2 separate regions of the Rattus norvegicus genome follow, and region 1 is linked to region 2. The links are chromatin contacts, called in public Hi-C maps. All regions are on one chromosome and are shown on one strand. The core of a region is the stretch at or near the end of the contact, and the rest is flanking DNA. Distances in the headings are between cores, read along the strand shown.

What was found. Hi-C and Micro-C count contacts between places; a contact is called where the count stands out from the background.
Region 1: a contact with region 2 is called in a Hi-C map of liver, with 2.5 times the contacts expected there. The contact joins two enhancer-like sites. A contact is called at or near these places in 3 of 12 Hi-C or Micro-C datasets (liver and mammary epithelial cells).

What each region holds. Positions count from the first base shown.
Region 1 is chr3:165,412,319-165,416,269 of GRCr8, reverse strand. It overlaps a transcript of Epb41l1 not described here. Among named protein-coding and RNA genes, the nearest start is that of Epb41l1, 30 kb to the left of the region's middle. Within about 2 kb of position 1,294, at least 10 of the 93 cell types and tissues checked have an H3K27ac peak or open chromatin away from gene starts, as enhancers often do. A contact at or near this core is called in liver, where this site is marked.
Region 2 is chr3:165,359,590-165,363,509 of GRCr8, reverse strand. No RefSeq gene overlaps it. Among named protein-coding and RNA genes, the nearest start is that of Scand1, 82 kb to the right of the region's middle. Within about 2 kb of position 1,874, at least 92 of the 93 cell types and tissues checked have an H3K27ac peak or open chromatin away from gene starts, as enhancers often do. A contact at or near this core is called in liver, where this site is marked.

The sequences.
Region 1 (3,951 bases), core at 45-2,544, 53 kb before region 2:
TATTCTAAAAACAAAAGAGATGGTGAAGTGTCCAGGTTTGTGTTTTATAAGTCTTCCCTCTGGCTGCCACATGGATAGGTGTCAGGGTGTAATGTGTACAAAGTAACAATATGGTACCAGCACAGGGGAATGCTGGGTAAATACAAGTTTCCGTTTCCTCCTGTCTTTAACAGGCTCCTCATCCCTGGCCAGGCCAGGAATATCGTCTTCTTCTTCTTTTTTTTTTTTTTTAATATATTATTTATTTAATGTATGTGAGGATACTGTAGCTGTCTTCAGACACACCAGAAGAGGGCATCAGATCCCATTACAGATGGTTGTGAGCCACCATGTGGTTCCTGGGAATTGAACTCAGGACCTCTGGAAGAGCAGTCAATTCTCTTAACCACTTAGCCATCCCTCCAGCCCCAAATATCGTCTTCTAATCCCCATTTCTTCTTCCAACCTATACATGTCAAACCCAAATTTTCTGAGGACAGGAGAGGCAATCTGTATACTCTTCCTTGTCAGAGAAACTGTGGTCCAGGGAGGGGGCCCAGCTTACTTGGGGACTGCAGCCGAGATGAGCTGTTCTCCCCTCCCCCTAAACTGCCCACTGGGTTGTTGACTGCAGATCAAGACCTGGCACCCATGAGAATGCTGGGAAAGCCAGGCTCTTGGCAATCTTGAGCTGGGTAAGTGAGTAGGGGTGGGGCCTAGGGAGAGCCCTCCCACCCTGTACACAGAGCGCTTTTGAGAGGGCAACAGGACTAAAAGAAGCTACTTCCCAAAGACACTTAATGCTCACTAGGACATTAGCTAATCCTACAATCTGCCGGAAGCCAGTGAGATATGAAGCCTTTGTTGTCTTATTGGAAACCTCGGACCATCAAACACTTCACAGCTTGTCCAAGACCAGAGAGAGGCAAGGCAAAGCTCTAGCTAGAATAACAGAATGACAAGATCACTGAGGCCAAAGGCACACAGATGAGGAAACTCACCTCCAAAAAAATGACTAGACTTACCCACAGTGATGGGGCTGAGGAAGTGCCCAGCCCCGGTGGAGAAGGTAGCTGAGGGGAGGTTGGGATCGGGGGTTGTGGGGGGGGGGGTGTCAAGGGCAGGGCAGCATTGCTTCCTCTGGCCTGGCCTGCCCCAGCCACAACCTCCAATTGCCCACGGGTGTGGTGAAACCTGCCAAACCGGTCCCGTTGTCAGGGCCAAAGCCCAGATCAGCAGGAGCAGGTAAGGCAGCAGACAGCAGGAGCCTGGGACCGGAAAGACAGAGAGGCTCCTCCCAATCTGCCAGCCCAGCCCCAAGGTCTTTCACTGCCTGGGGTCAGGTTGGTGCTCACCTCACCGCTGAGCTTCCTAACACTGGAATGCTGTGTATCAGGACTAACCAGGGCCGCCCTCCATGCCCCTCCCCTTGGGACAGTCAACCTACTGTCTAGCTGTGTCACTATGCAGGAAAGCAGAGGTTCGTCTGACAAACAAGACAGAAGGCAGGGAAGGTGGTAAAATGACAGGAACCACCCGAGAGCCTATGGAACCAAGAAGCCCCTGCTAGGCAAGAAAGGCTTTGTTAAAAGGCTGGGCTCCTGTGAACATGTGTGTCTCACAGATTCGAGGGGCCGTCTCCCATCTCAACCCAAATCTTCATACAGAAGATTGAGAAGACCTGAGACAAGCATTGACTGGTCTAAGGTCACACACCAAGACCATGGCAGAGATGGGACCACAGCCTAAGACTGACTTCCCAGGACTCCCCAACTCTCACAGGAGAGGTATTTTTCTAAATTCAAAAATCGCCCTTCGCACCACAGAACCAAGAGACCCCTTCCTCACTATCCCTGGAAGCTCTATTCATTTTACCACCCAGGCCTTGCCAGTCCCTGAGGGTTACTGCTGTACAAAAATACCATCCACAGCTGGCTTTGCGCCTCCCGCTTCCAAAGACTAGGATGTCTGAGATCAAGGTGGCAGCAGATGTAGTGTCTGCTAAGAACTCTACTTTCTGGCACTTTCTGGCACCTTCCAGCATGTCCCCACATGACAGAAGAACAGGCAGGCTCTCCAGGATCTTTCCTAAGAGCAGGCAAGCATGCTGTTCACAGGGGAGGAGACTTCACCCTCAAAAGCCCCACCTTAAAACCAGCACCCAGAGGTACCATGCCAGCACTTGACTCCTGGGGACATAAATACAGCATGTTTACTCATTCGATCACTTCCTACACTCCGGCATACAGGACGCTCACGTGTGGTAAAAGCTCAAGGAACATGCGTGCGTGTGACTTAAAGCTCAGCGAAGGAGCAGCCGGAGACGGGGTCCTTTCCTAGGCACAGCTATGGGGTTTGGAGTGGGAAAGCAGGAAGCAGATAAGAAGAAGTTTGAATCTAGGTGTTGAAAGATACCTCACTAGGAAACAAACAGAGACACCCTGGGCTCAGAGCTCCCAAGGTCCAGGAAAGCCGGCTGCCCCAACCACACTGAACTTCCGGCCTGTGTGTGCTTCTGTTCTGTGGTACTCACTCACTCTCCAACATTCACAGGGTGAAAACCACCCTGCCCTGTGGAGCTCCCACTGGCAGGTCCCTTAGCCCCTTGACAGGAGTTTTCAAGGCAGGGAGACCCAAGCTGAAACCATGAGGAGCCACTGTACAACGGAGATGCTGCAGCCTCCCGGTTCCCTTAAGGACTGACTCTTCAGAAAGGCATGGACCGTGATGGATTGGCACTTGATCTGTGAACTGCCAAGTGCCAAACACATGAAATTACAAACAATAGCACGGCCATCACTGGCCTCACTGGCCCCCCCAGATCCTCATATCTAAATATCAATCACCATCACGGTTCTAACTACACAGTAGTATGACTCACTCACTGTGCGCCAGGCACAGTATTAAAGAGAGGCAGCACAAGAAGGAGTAGTTCAGAGAGAGGGAGAGAGGGAGAGAGAGCGAGAGAGCCAGAGCGAAAGGAGGCAACAAGCTAGACACGGGTGAAGACAGAATAAGTCAGAGAATGAGAAGGCTCCAGAAGATTACAAAAGATTGCCAGAGTTAGTATGAGGCCAAGCACAGCAATTCAGTCAGAAACTAAGAGAAGCCAGATTGAATTAGTCAGTTTGGAGAAGAGTTTGAGTCAGAACAGCCGAGTTGAACCAGCCAGCCAGAGTTCAGAAAGAGCTAAAAAGGGTGAGCTTATTCAGCAGTGAGTCTCAGAGGCTTACTAGGTCTAGGTAAGATTGATCAGAGGCTGGAAGCCTCCAGGACTGGGCTTAGGTTAACAGACTGAGGCTGTAAGCCTTGGAGACTGACAACTGCATCAGGTAAATAGTAGTTTTACAGTTGCCTATGCTCTCACGGAAGTGAAGATCACCGACTCCATTTCACAGATGCGCCAATTAAGGCACAGAGGGAAAAAGCATCTCACAGAAACTCCCAGTAGCAGAATGAGGTCCCCACTCAGGCCTGAGTCTGGATGGAGCACAAGGTCCATAATCCACTGCTCAAGAAGCAGCACACCAATTCGTTGAAGTAACTCCCTCAAGCATGATGTATCTCTGAGTTAATGTGGTCACCTCACTGACTCTTGCAATAGTAACTACTAGAAAGGGGACACAACTGGGTAGGTGGGGCCAGTCCCCTGTTCACCAGACCCGCCACGTGGCTACGCTTTCTCTCCGTTCAGGCCCAGTTAGCTGTCTTCCTCCTGGGCAGTAGTTACCTTGCTCTCCTCAAGTCTGGGTTCCCACATGGGTACTCACAGTCCCTGTGTGCACCTCCCAGCACCAAGCACATTATCTCAGTTGTTTGTCAGAAGTCTCCAGACTACTGGAAGAAAGAGACGGCTGTTCGTGTTAAATGGCACATCTCCAGTGGCTGTGCAAATGGTAGAAAAAGCATTCAGTCAAGCCTTACTGAAGCAAAGGTTAAATGGTGGTTGGTGGTGGGGAGGAATCTATGCTA
Region 2 (3,920 bases), core at 625-3,124:
CACCTGCATGCCAGAAGAGGGCATCAGATCCCATTATAGATGGTTGCGAGCTACCCTGTGGTAGCTGGGGACTGAACTCAAGACCTTTGGAAGAACAGACAGTGCTCTTAACTGCTGAGTTATCTCTCCAGCCTGCGAGTAGGTGTGTTCGTGTGTGTGTGTGTGTGTGTGTGTGTGTGTGTGTGTGTGTGTGTGTTAATGTAAGCTAAAGCGGTCTTTGGATTCCTTCTATTTATAGTTCCAGGCATCTTGTGCTTCCTGATGTTGGTGCTGGGATCCAAACTCTAGTCCACCAATAGAGCAGGTACTAACTGCTGAGCCATTTCTCCAGCCCCAAGGAAAGTGGTGTTGGTGGCGTGTTTTGTGGGGCAGGGGAGTGCTCATTATGCAGGCTTGGCTGACCTGGAACTTGCTGTGTGGTTTGCTAATAGTCTGATAACTGACCAGTGAGTGGAGGCACTAAACAACGGGACACGTCATATCCTGAAAGGATGGTATGGGGCCGAGAAGTATTGCATCATGAACTATGGGCTATGTAAAACTTACACATTGTCTACTCGGGGAATTATCCACTTAGTATTTCTGAGAAGCAGTTCACCTCTAGGTAGTTAAAACTAAAAAGGGAAACCAGGGTCAGGAGAACTACGGTGTAAGCCCTTACCATACATCACCAGCTTGACTGCAATCATCTGCTATAAGGTTTCTGCCCTTGTTCCCACTTCAGCTCTTTCATGGTGCAACTCAAAGCCCTTCAGTAGCTCTCAGTTCTGTCTTACATACATTGATCAGGTCCGACCCTCCTCTCTTCCCTGGCCTTTGCTGTTTGTGGAGTAGGTAAGGCCTATGAGGTCTAGTTTTGTAGTCTGTTAACTGTTTGCTATTCTCTTCTGTTAGGGAGGTTCTTCACCCACACTCTGTGACTGGTTATTCCTTGCCTCCTTAAAGACTTTGTTCCACAGGGCTGGAGAGATGATTCAGTTCAGTTGTCTGTAATTCCAGTTCCAGGGCATCTAAAACTCCCATACAGACACACATGCATACATACAGACAGACAGACACACAGAGAAAGAGACACACACACCGTAGCCAGAAACAGTATGAGAGGGGTGACTTGGGGGAGGGGCTGACTTGCCTTCTCATGGAACAATACTGTGAGGTTGTATTTGAATAGATAAGAGGGAGGCAGTTCTCTGTCTTTCTAGGTAATTAGTTTATAACACCATTTCTAGTGAGACTAGCTGTTCCTAGTGTAGTACGTCAGGCCCTTAGGAGTTTGGCTATAATTATTTATATAATGCATCACAAATTACAGGGTCTGCTAGTGCGGGCTTTTTCTTTTTCACTTTTTTTTTTTTTTCTCTCTCCTGACCTTCTGATCTCTACAAAAGATGTAAGGCGATTTTTTTAAAGCCCCACCCTCACTCCCACCCCGTCCCCCTCCTTCGCCATCGTATTCCACCACTGTTGCAAAGGACACTCCGCCCCTGGCCGGAACCTTGCAGTTGGGGAACCGTAGCTCTCCGGTGGTGTTTGTGGGGACTTCCGGTGCCGCTCCTGTCTGGGCGAGGAGAACTGCCAAGTCAGTTCCGGCATAGGGCGCGTCGAGCTCGGTAGTGCGGCCTTCTTCCACCCGGGCCCTCCACGGCCTCGGCTTGTGCCGGGTGGCCCGTGGGGGGCCCGGGAGCAGCCTCGGTCCCTGTCCTGCGGACGCTAGAAGCCCGAACCCTCGCGGCAGCCACCGCGGGGCCACGCCGCGATTCTGCAGGGACTCTTTTGCCAGCGATGCGCCTGGATGGCGGCAGCCTCTGCGCGCGCCCTCCACTACTCCACCGGCCCCCTACTGTCCAGGTCGGGCCACGGAGAAGCCCCAGCTAGGCCTTCGAGGACATCTCCGGGTGGCGGCGAGCATGGCATGGCGGGAAGAATGGCAACCACCTGACAGCCAAGGCTGGCCCTTCGGGGCTTCTGCGGCCTGAGGCGGCGGGTCTGCGCAAGAACACTCGGCCATCCCAGGGAGGGGTCGGACCCTGAACGAGCGCTCAGAACTGGATGAACAGAGGCCTCGATGGGACTGGACGAAGGTGAGAGGGCCCCGAATAGCGGCGAGAGGAACGATCGATTGTTGGGCCGCGGGTCTTCCTTCCATCCAAGAGAAGCCGGGACGCGACAATCGCCTGTGGCCAATCGGAAACGCTGGCGAAGACTTACCTGCCGCCGTAGAAGGCCTGTGTATATAATATGAAAAAGCTGCTCTCAACCTTTCCCCCGACCCTTTTCAGACTTTTGGCTAAATCTGGTCATGTAGCTGTAGAGATTGCCGACGTAGGGTAGAGGTAGAATACACGCGTGTACCCAGGCGTCATAAAAAGAAGATCGGAGACTCGTCTTCTACAAGTGACTTTGAAGTGGAATTGTTGAGGCCGCCTCTAGAAAGACCCAGGAGCGACACTGGTTCCTGTTTGTTCAGTAGTTTAGAGGACCCAGCAGGAGGAAGAAGAGGTCCCGGAGCCAGATTAGTCGTGTGAAGAAGACGTCTCTCTCTCTCTCTCTCTCTCTCTCTCTCTCTCTCTCTCTCTCTCTCTCTCTCTCTCTCCCTCTCCTATTGTATTGTGTATGCATTTTATTCCTCATTTCTTACCCCCCACCCCACCATGTTTGTGTGTGTGTGTATTTGAGTGTGTTTGAGAATGCCAGGTTTTTTGGAAATGTTTTTCTAGCTGCTCTGAAGTGCCTGACATATTTTATAAGTAGTAGTAAAACCTTTTCTGTAAATACCTTTTCGTTAGGATTCATTTGAAATAGTGTTTGGAGAGGAATAGCCCGACCTCTCCTGAGTTGACCGCATTGTGTTTGTGCCCTGGTTCCCAGAAGGAAATCCAGAGTTCTAAACCATTGTGGTCCGTGTGTGGAAAGGGAACCGCTGTCCGGTTTCGTTTGGCTTTGCTCTGTACATAGTGTATGTAAAGGACAAAGGGGTCCTAATTTACAACATCTAGTCACTCTAGATGTCAAAGAGGTTGCCAGTGTATGACAAAGTAGAATTAGTGGAACAATGCACTTTTTTTTTTTTTTTTTACATTTTGTGTTAAAGAATTTTTTTTCTTTTTTTTTTCTTTTTTTTTTTCTTTTTTTCGGAGCTGGGGACCGAACCGAGGGCCTTGCGCTTGCTAGGCAAGTGCCCTGCCACTGAGCTAAATCCCCAACCCCTGTGTTAAAGAATTTTTAATTACTCTTGTTACATGTGTGCCGTTTACTGGACTGCTGTGTACATAGTGGACAACAGTCCTTATTGAAACATCTGGTCTATCTAGATGTTTAGAAGTGCCCAACGTATGTTAAATGTAGAGGTAGTGAAATACCACTTTGTAAATATCTTTTTGCAAAAACTCATGAATCATTGTCTTTTGGGAGTGGAGTGATGAGCCCCTCCGACCAGTCCGGTTTGGAGGAGGTGCTGGGAGGCAGTGACAGCAGTCATGTAGTAGTGAGTGTTTATGGGACCTTTTCAGATGCCATTTCTATATACTTGCATTTTGTTTTGCTGTATGTATACTGTATATAGTGGACAAATATGTCTAAAGTTTTCAACATGTAGACTTTAGATGTTAAAGAGGTTGCCAATGTATGACAAGGTAGTAAATTAGTACCTAGTGTACCCAGTTAGAATTCATAGAAAATACTGTTCTGTAAATGACTTGGGGATAGGAATTTGTTCAGCTGTTTCTGACATTACACATGCCTATATTTGTCTACTGGTTTGAAGGCAGAGAGAGGGGAAAAGAAAGTGGGTCAAAGCCCAAATGGTTATATTTAGAAGATACCTCAGATAATATCCATTGCTTTGCCTAGTTTTTATTTACCAATGCCATGTGAATAGCAGTTCTTACATGAAGCATCCAGTCTTTCTAGGTATTTGAAAG